Linked DNA regions of Mus musculus: regions 2 and 3 are each linked to region 1. Evidence: chromatin contacts called from public HiChIP or PLAC-seq data. All regions are on one chromosome and are shown on one strand. The core of a region is the stretch at or near the end of the contact, and the rest is flanking DNA. Distances in the headings are between cores, read along the strand shown.

Region 1 (2,863 bases), core at 230-2,729:
TTTTAGTCTCATTCTTGTGACTGCTATAAGCAGAATTTAGAATTGTATTGAAATTCAGTCCTATATACTATTAGATTAAGAATCCCCTAGATAGAGCTAAAGGATGGAACACGCCTTGAATCCCAGCACTCAGGAGTGAGAGGCAGGTGGATCTCCGAGTTTGAGGTCAGCCTGGTTTACAGAGTGAATTTCAGGACAGCCAGGGCTATAAAGAGACATCCTGACTCAAGAACACAAAAACAAACAAACCAGAAAGAAAGAAAGAAAGGAAGAAAGGAAGAAAGAAAGAAAGACAAAACAAGCAAGCAATAAAGACATTTTATATATATGGTGGAGGAATAAGATCTGATTTGCATGTTAGAAGTACCTGTCTGACACTATTGAGAACAGAGAGGTTGGCAGAGGAGTGATACTTGTTGTGTGCGTCTCTCTGTGTGCGTGGTGTGTATGTGTGTGTGTGTGTGGTGTGTGGCGCGTGTATCTGTGCAATGACGACTCCTGTTAGACGTGGAGGAGGGAGATTAATTTGAGACTTTGTCAGTGGAGCAAATAGGAACTGACTTGCTAGCAATAGGCTATGCAAGTAAGCCTCAAGTGTTGATTGATATGTGTGTGTGTGTGTGTGTGTGTGTGTGTGTGTGTGTGTGATCACTGGTCGTCATCAGTAGCGGAGTAAGCAGCTAAATTTTGTGAGACTGTGGATGTTTGCAGTTATGGTTATGGTGAGCTTAAAGTTATGGGGATGAGTGCGAAGGGTTATAACTCCTGGAGAAGGCCTCCCCCTCCCAGCCCCATTCTTTTACGAACTGATCATGGACTATATGTGGTTGGAAATGCCCTTTATAGGTGAGCATTCCGCCTTGCGTACCAGGGAACCTGGATTTTAGTCCTCTATGAGTAGCAAGTACTAGAGAAGCCCCTTTGTGGCTAGTCAGCGGCAACAAACACTGCATAGAAATTTCCTGATAGAAAGCGGCTCTCCAAGTGGGAAAGGCGTCACCTTACAAATACTTTCTAATCCTTGATGAGATACAGTTGATGTCAAAAAAACATTGTGCACTGAGTAGGATTGCAAAGCGGTGAGCAACATGTAATGGTGAATTCACTTAAGTAATCCTACTTTTTGCAGGGCTGGGAAACATTTTTTCAAAGTCGGCCTAGTTGACAAGCGCACACATCGAGCCTGTGCAGTGTTTGCGGAAGAAAAGCTAGAGAGCAGCAGGAGCCCACGTCAGCTTCTTCCCCTACCAGCCTCAGCTCTAGGGAGCGTCTCCCACGCCCAGCTCTGCAGGCGTCGCTCCGCCTCGCTCACTGCGCATGCTCAGCATCTGAAGGCTCTCTTCAACAAACCCTCAGACCACGCCCCTCGTCCTGGGTCAAGGCGGAGCTTCAAGCGCCCCTCCTGGTGATTGGATGTTGAGGTCTCGACCCCGCGCCTCCGCTTCGCCCCGCCCTCCACGCTGCTCGGATGCCTAGCTCCAGCCGAGGCGATCACTAGCTGGAGCGCACGTCAGCGCGCGCCTGAGCCCGGGGTGCAGGCCCCGCCCCTTCTCCCTGCTCCGCCCCGCCCCTCGGCCTCTCTCCCACTGCTCGGCCCCGGGGCTCTCAGCAGCAGTGCATCCGCGCTCCGCGGCCATGGAGATTCCTGGGAGTCTGTGCAAGAAAGTCAAGCTGAGCAATAACGCGCAGAACTGGGTGAGTGGTGGCCGCAGGCCGGAGCGCGGGGAGCGTGGGTGGCTGTGGGAACCGCGGGCTGCCCGTGCATCCTGCGGGAGCCGGGGGCGGGGACCCGGGCGGCGGCGGCCGGTGAAGGCGAGTCCAGGCCCGGAGCTGTCCCCTAGGCTGGCGAGGCGGAGGGCTGCGGCGGAGGCAGACGGAGGCGCCTCTGCACGTTCCGGGTGTGCTTGGCCCAGGTTTGGGTCGGTCTCCGAGTCTTTACGTTTCTGAGTTGCAGTGTACTGAGAGAATAACAATGTGGTCATTCATGGATCGGGACTGCAGGACTGAGGTTCTTTGTGTCTCTGTTTTAAATTGGAATGTCGGACACAGACATACTTTTAAAGACTCGATTTCTGGTGACAGTTAGGTGTGGGAAGATTAATAGTTTCTAACATTGAACAGCGAGTGCCAGTTGGCTTCATTGGCCAAGTGCTATGGCTTCAGAGGGTCGTTTACTTCTGTAGTTTATTCATTGGTGGTGGCAGCTAAGATGGTAAGCGCGAAGCTGGAGACCATCCAACTTTGGAGGCTGCAAAGGCCCTGCTTCAGCGTTAGATGGATTTTTTTTTTCTTTTATTCCGCAGGTAACAGGATCATGAAGTTTAATTTAATCTTGTAAATCATCACCTGCCCTTGGTGAGTCAGGAGAAAGTTAAAAAAAAAAACGCTGTTTCAGGCTAGTGTTCTTTTGAAGTCATTGATTTGCCACGTCTGCTGTCAGATTCAAGAATTCTCACTGTCTTCTTTCATCCTTTACCTTAACTTCTTAGAAGGTGAGAGGGATGTGAGATAAAAGGGAGATTAGGAGGTTGGAAGGGACAGACTCCTGGCGTGGGCTCCAGTCCCCCGCCTTGCTGTTTGTAAGTTGGGTGATCTTGAGGACAGTCACTCCACTCTGAATCTCAGGTGACTGGAGGGTGTAACAGTGTGTCCTTCTCAGGATTGTCTTTCTGAGTAGAGAAGATAACGAAGGTGAAAGAGCAACGAAACCATTGCTCTGAAACTCCGATTCAGCATCACTATTGTTGCTAACAGGATTTTACGGATAGGGAGGTAAGTTGACTAAATTGGAGTATTTCAAAGAAGTTTCAGTAATACTGTCTGTCTATAAGTCATTTATTTAAAGATCATTTTGTTATTTTTT
Region 2 (2,863 bases), core at 240-2,739, 820 kb before region 1:
CAAATCAAGACCCCAGTACCCCCCAAATTCTTTCATATGGTAATAACACACTTAAAAAAAAAGGATTGAATCAGAGTCCTTGTGTTAAACTTGCTTTTATGAGAAAATAAAAAGTTTCTTGTTAAATAAATCTTTTAAGGTGTATGTGTGTGTGGGTGCATGTGCACACATGGTTTGTGTGTGTGTGTGTGTGTGTGTGTGTGTATTGTATGTGGCCCAAAGGAAAATCAGGCACCATCAATCTTTTTTTCCTTCCTTCCTTCCTTCCTTCCTTCCTTCCTTCCTTCCTTCCTTCCTTCCTTCCTTCCTCCCTCCTTCCTTCCTTCCATCCATTTGTTTTTAGCTTTTGTTTTGTTTTGTTTTGTCTTTAAACAGGTCTCTGTGTAGCTCTGGCCGGCCTTATACTTACTTTGTAGACCAGACTGGCTTTGAATACAATGGAGATCTTCCTGCCTCTGCCTCCTGAGTGCAGGGATTAAAGGTACATGCTACCACACCCAGCCTCCATCAGTCTTATTGTGAGACAAGGTCTCTCATAGGCTAGTGCTTGAGAAGCATGCTAGGCTGGGTGGTTAAGGAGTCCCAGCATCCTCCTGCCTCCACCTGCCAGCACTGGGTTCAGAAGCACGCCACTAAGCTTACCGTTTTCTTTCTTCTTTCTATAATATGGGGCTCAAATTCAAAGTAATTTACCATCAGAGCCATCTCCATAGCCTACTTGTTAAGTCAAACCTAATGATTAAAAATTTTAATTTCTATTCAAGCCATTATTCAAGCATTCTGTTTTTCAACATCAAGGGTTTTTTGTTTGTTTGTTTGGTTGGTTGGTCTTTTGGCTTTCTTGTTTTGTTTTTTTATTTTTTCAAGACAGGGTTTCTCTATGCAGCCTTGGCTGTCCTGGAACTTACTCAGTAGACCAGGCTGGCCTCAAACTCAGAAATCCACCTGCCTCTGACTCCCAAGTGCTGGGATTAAAGGCATGCGCCACCACTACCCAGCTCAACATTAAATTAAAAAAAAAAAAATTAACATTGGAGGAGAACAAGATGTCCAACAAAATTCAACAAATGCTAGGAGATAAGAGAAGCTCTGATTGGTAGCAGTATACAAAACACACAAAACCAGACTTTCCCCTTCTGAGGGCCATGGTCACATTTCAATCATCTAGACAGGGACCCACCAGCAGCCCTGCCAATCTGTGTTTGAGTCACACATGTCCACCTCAGGTAAATAAGATAAATAACATAAGTGACTTCTTATCCTAAGACTAACCTTAAAGAAAGCATAATATTTATTCTTTTCTTTACATACAGTTTTTGTCAGTGATAAAACAACAAAGGAAAAGGTTTTCTTTGCTTGTGAATGCAGAGCCACCTTGTAATATCCTTTTCTGGTTTCTGGCTTTAACCTTTTTAGTGTCATAGCTTCAACAACAAAGGCACAGCGCTCTTTCACCTTTCCATCTGTTAGACACACTTTCTCTTCATGTGAGAGTTTGTTTCCTTGTTCATTTCCTGCCGATGACTTTGTCACCATCAAGCAGCTCCTACCTAGGGGCTTTACCGTGGCACTTTCCAAGCACAGTGGATATGATAAACCCAAAGAGTCTTTAGTGGACCCCACTGCTCTGAGCTCACACCTGCTGTTAGACACAGCCAAAGGGGTGGCCTCAAACTTACTTGGAGAGAGTGACCAGCCCCAGAGATGTCTGCAAGAAGAACAGCAGAAGCCTGGTAGCTGGTTATGTCTGGGGGAGAAAGAGGACACTCAGACCTGTTTTCCAAGATCCTGCAAATACAAACTCATGAAGGCCATAGCATAGAACAGGCTGAGGACATCTGGAAAAGTGCTGAGGGCAGACCCAGTCAGGGTCTCTCAACTCGGGGAGAATCGGGGTTCCGGGATTCAGGTGAGCAAGGAGTTGGCGAGTGACAGACATGAACACAAGAGAGTGCTGAGTCTGAGTGTAATTTCTCAAAGCAAGCATCAGACTTATATAGTCATTACAGAAGAAAACAAGGATGTTAGATAATACATCAGCCAAGATACATTGAGATCATCCGATGCATAATGGCTCTTTAAACAAAACAGAAAAATGCATATATGAAAACTGGCAGGAACCAGGCAGTGTTTACAACTAAGATAAAAATCAGCCCTGTCTAAAGTCAGCTTATTTTTAGAAGCCAGGGGCAAGGGCTTCATGCCCTAGCCATAGTTTCAATTCTAGTCTCTTGTATAACCCACCACTAGCTAGTCCTTAGCAAACACCTATATTATTTTTCTGGACTTGTGAAAGTATGTACCAGTGAGGTCCTGTTCTTGCTAGCCTTTTTGTGAATTATACAAAATTCTAGTTTTCTTCTTAAACTACAACCCTCCTTCTTCCTAGGCCATTGTAAATTCCTGTAATGGGAGTGACTAGGTTGTTATTCTAAGTATTTGTGGGGAACCTCCATTTATCAGAGGAGCCCAGCAACTTTCTTCTATTATGTAATGTAGTCTGCCATACATGACTATAATGAGAATTCCAAGTTTACTTTGTTGAACTTGTCCTGAAATTTCTAACTCTTATCCAGTAAACTGCAACGCCTGACTTCTTTCACTATCTCTCTTTGAACACTGGAGGCATTTCGTCTGAATAAGCAACATTCTTACGAAATTCAAAGCCCAGGGTTAGCTCAACGATTGACAAGGATGTTGGGACACCGATGGAGGCCAGGAAACAATGTCCAATCTAACTTGGCTATTTGTCAATCATTTCTTGGGGGCACCTTTAATAAAACAATACTGAAAGAAAGCACACAAAACCCTCCACTGACTATTGCAAGGACAAATCTGGACCACATGCCTGTTATGGGACACC
Region 3 (2,863 bases), core at 272-2,771, 770 kb before region 1:
GTCTCCTTTCATTGTGGACATGGCACTCTTTTCATTGAGGGACATGCTGCTCCTCCAAACTGCACTTCATGGGTAGGGCTGTCCACCAGCCTCCTCCATCATGACAGCTGACTGTGCTGTGGTCCTAATGGGCTAACATCATGGAGGACCAGCAGATGTGATTAGAGTAGTTGTGCCCTTATTTACCTGACTGCGGGCAAATTAAGCAGAGGACTTGTTTCTCCAGGGTGTTACCTATTGAGTCAGAAAAACAAATACAGAATTTTAGCTTTCACTAACAAAAAATTTTTGTATTAAACATAAGATGGGGAAAATTAAACCATAAACAAATAGGTAGAACCCTTTCCCTCTTTCTTCGCTACCACATAAAGATACTAGGAACTCAGGCTGGGGAAAAGATGTGGGAAGAGCATGAGGTTGGTGTTTCTGGGACTGGGCCCCTGCCCTGACTCTTGGACAGGGTTGGACACTCTGCTCTGAGTTCCCCTGGCCTTTGCTGATTCCTTCTGAGACCTATCTGTATCCCAGAGAAAGAGAGAGGGCACAGTGGGCAGAAGGCATTGAGTGCAAGCCAGGGAGGGCACGGTGGGCGGAAGGCACTGAGTGTACTCCAGGGCAGTCTGAGATCCTTTTGAGGCTTGAAGAATGGAAGATGACTCGCTTTCCTCTGCTTCCTTAAGAAAGGTCCTGGAGGGACGGGGGTGGGGGGGGGGGGGGCGTGGGGTGGGCGGGGTGGGGGGCTGGGGCGTTTGTAGAGAGATGGCTCAGAGGTAAGAGCACTGGCTGCTCTTCCAGAGGTCCCAAGTTCAATTTCCAGCAACCACATGGTGGCTCACAACCATCTGTAATGAGATCTGGCGCCCTCTTCTGGCTTGCAGGCACACACGAAGGCAGACAGAACACTGCATACATAATAAATACATAAGTAACTTTTAAAATATAGGTCTTGGGAATTAGGAAAGCATGGGAGGAGGGGAGAGGGGAGAGGGGAAACGGGAGAGGGGAAGAGGGGTATTGTGGGACTTTCTGGGCCTGGCAGCAATTAAATAATGACAGAGACTTATTAATTTTTACTATAGCTTGAGCCTTTAGCTGGGCAGACTCTCAGCTAGCTCAATCTTAGTTAATCCGACTGTTCTAGCAATGGACCTGCCACGTGGCTAGTTCTTTACCTCTCTACACCTGCTCAAGTCTATCTATCTCTGTGTGGGTTTGCAAATCCCTGGCTCCGATTTCTCCCAAAGACCCTCTTCTCTGCCCATAAGTCCCGCCCTCCATTTCCTGCCTAGCTATTGGCTGTCAGCTCTTTATTAAGCCAATCACGGGGTACTTTGGGCAGGCAAGGAAGGAACAAATATCTACCTATCCTGCCAGCACCTGGAGATGTTGGCACAGCGATTAACAACTGAGAATACTGGGACACACTTTTATTGCCAGCCAATGCAATATGTATGGGGGAAGTTTACTTCAACAGAGAAGTGAGGAAAAAGGAAGGGAGGAGGGGAGGGGAAACTGGTCAGCAAGCTCATTAGAGAGAGTAAGGGGAAAGGAGACAGAAAAGGAGGAAGAGAAATGGATTCCACCCTACCCCACCTTCCGGTTTGAGTTGAGATGATCTACAAATTAGCAAAACAATCCCTAAGACACTGCTTCTCCTCCTGTGGGTCCTGACCCACACAGGGTCACACACCAGATATCCTGCATATTTATTTACATCAGATATTTACACTCCATGACATAGCAAAATTACAGGTATGAAGTAGCAACAAAAATAATTTTATGGTTGGGGGTCACGACAATATGAGGAAAAGGGTCACAGCATCAGGAAGGAAGGTTGAGGACCTCTAAGAGATATGCATGAGGCGAAAGAGAAGGCTGGGCAGATTCCATGACAGACTTCAAATTGACAGTCAAGGAGACTAGGCCTAAAACCTGGGTAAGTCCAGGCATGCCTAGGGAAGTCAATTACTAATAGAAAAAAACCCAGGCTCCAGCCTTCATGCCCAGGTCATGGAATGTCCCAGCCGCCCGGCCTGAAGCAAGGACCATGGGTCAGCAGTAGTTTCCAGACTTCCTGAGCTACTTTTTCAGTAACAGTTCCCAGACCTTCCCAGCAGGTTTCCAGCCCCCACACCTCAGTAATGGGATGTCCCTAGAGACGGACCCAACAGATTTAACACAGAGGTCACCTACCCCAGAATTCCCTGATGTGCTTTAAATCAGGCCTGCAAGCTCACTTGGGCGTCTCTCTTTCTTGGTAATGGGGAGATCCCAGCATGCTGGACTTCTGCAGAATAAAACCCTCCTTGTTTACATACTATCTGAGTTCAGAATGCTATTCTTCAGCAAATCGTGGATCCTTACACTAAAACTGCTTTGTAGGTCTGAGGTGGTAGATTTTTGGCAGTATAGTCCCAGAATATTCCATACTACAGGCTGGCCTATGACAACTTTCACAAGCACCTCTTCTTTAAAAAAATGAAACGAAAACTGTCCGTCCACATTGGAATAATGACCATTCAACCTGCACCTTACAGCACACTTTCTGTTCAAAAGTTCCACCTTTCCCTTTTGATTTCTAAAGAGATACGAACAGGTACTAAACTTGGTGGGATCTGTGGGCCCTTTATTTTGTGCCTGCTGGAATGCCAGCCCTGGGGGGAAGTGGGGGGACGGGACGGGACACGGAAACAGCCCAGCAGAGTGGGTTCCACTGACACACCACACTCTGTTCTCTCCTAGCTTTTACGGCTCCTCTTTGGAGCTGGAGGGAGTTAAGATCTGCTTTGGCCTTCAACAGATGAGTACATCTTCCAATGATGTCCACCTCCAAGTCCAGTTCATGAAATTAGTAAGGATGTCC

Evidence for each region. HiChIP or PLAC-seq counts read pairs in DNA pulled down with a chosen protein or histone mark.
Region 2: a contact with region 1 is called in an H3K27ac HiChIP or PLAC-seq map of thymic regulatory T cells, with 5 times the contacts expected there. The contact joins the enhancer-like site here to the promoter of Papss1 in region 1. A contact is called at or near these places in 9 of 39 promoter capture datasets (the 3T3-L1 cell line, 3T3-L1-derived adipocytes, embryonic stem cells and 4 more), 3 of 115 datasets of contacts at active chromatin or transcription factors (astrocytes, bone marrow-derived macrophages and thymic regulatory T cells) and 1 of 9 other capture datasets (macrophages).
Region 3: an H3K4me3 HiChIP or PLAC-seq map of bone marrow-derived macrophages shows a contact between it and region 1, with 8 times the contacts expected there. The contact joins the enhancer-like site here to the promoter of Papss1 in region 1. A contact is called at or near these places in 4 of 39 promoter capture datasets (the 3T3-L1 cell line, embryonic stem cells, liver and 1 more), 2 of 115 datasets of contacts at active chromatin or transcription factors (bone marrow-derived macrophages and pro-B cells) and 1 of 9 other capture datasets (embryonic stem cells).

The regions. Positions count from the first base shown.
Region 1 is chr3:131,563,289-131,566,151 of GRCm38.p6, forward strand. Papss1 (3'-phosphoadenosine 5'-phosphosulfate synthase 1) reads left to right here and starts at 1,480. Exons shown (of 12, transcript NM_011863.2): 1 at 1,480-1,695. The coding sequence starts at 1,636.
Region 2 is chr3:130,747,907-130,750,769 of GRCm38.p6, forward strand. No RefSeq gene overlaps it. Among named protein-coding and RNA genes, the nearest start is that of Gm43522, 11 kb to the right of the region's middle. Within about 2 kb of position 1,490, at least 13 of the 459 cell types and tissues checked have an H3K27ac peak or open chromatin away from gene starts, as enhancers often do. A contact at or near this core is called in thymic regulatory T cells, where this site is marked.
Region 3 is chr3:130,793,475-130,796,337 of GRCm38.p6, forward strand. Gm36443 (a long non-coding RNA gene) reads right to left here. Exons shown (of 3, transcript XR_376074.3): 3 at 1-234. Among named protein-coding and RNA genes, the nearest start is that of Gm36443, 9.0 kb to the right of the region's middle. Within about 2 kb of position 1,522, at least 3 of the 459 cell types and tissues checked have an H3K27ac peak or open chromatin away from gene starts, as enhancers often do. A contact at or near this core is called in bone marrow-derived macrophages, where this site is marked.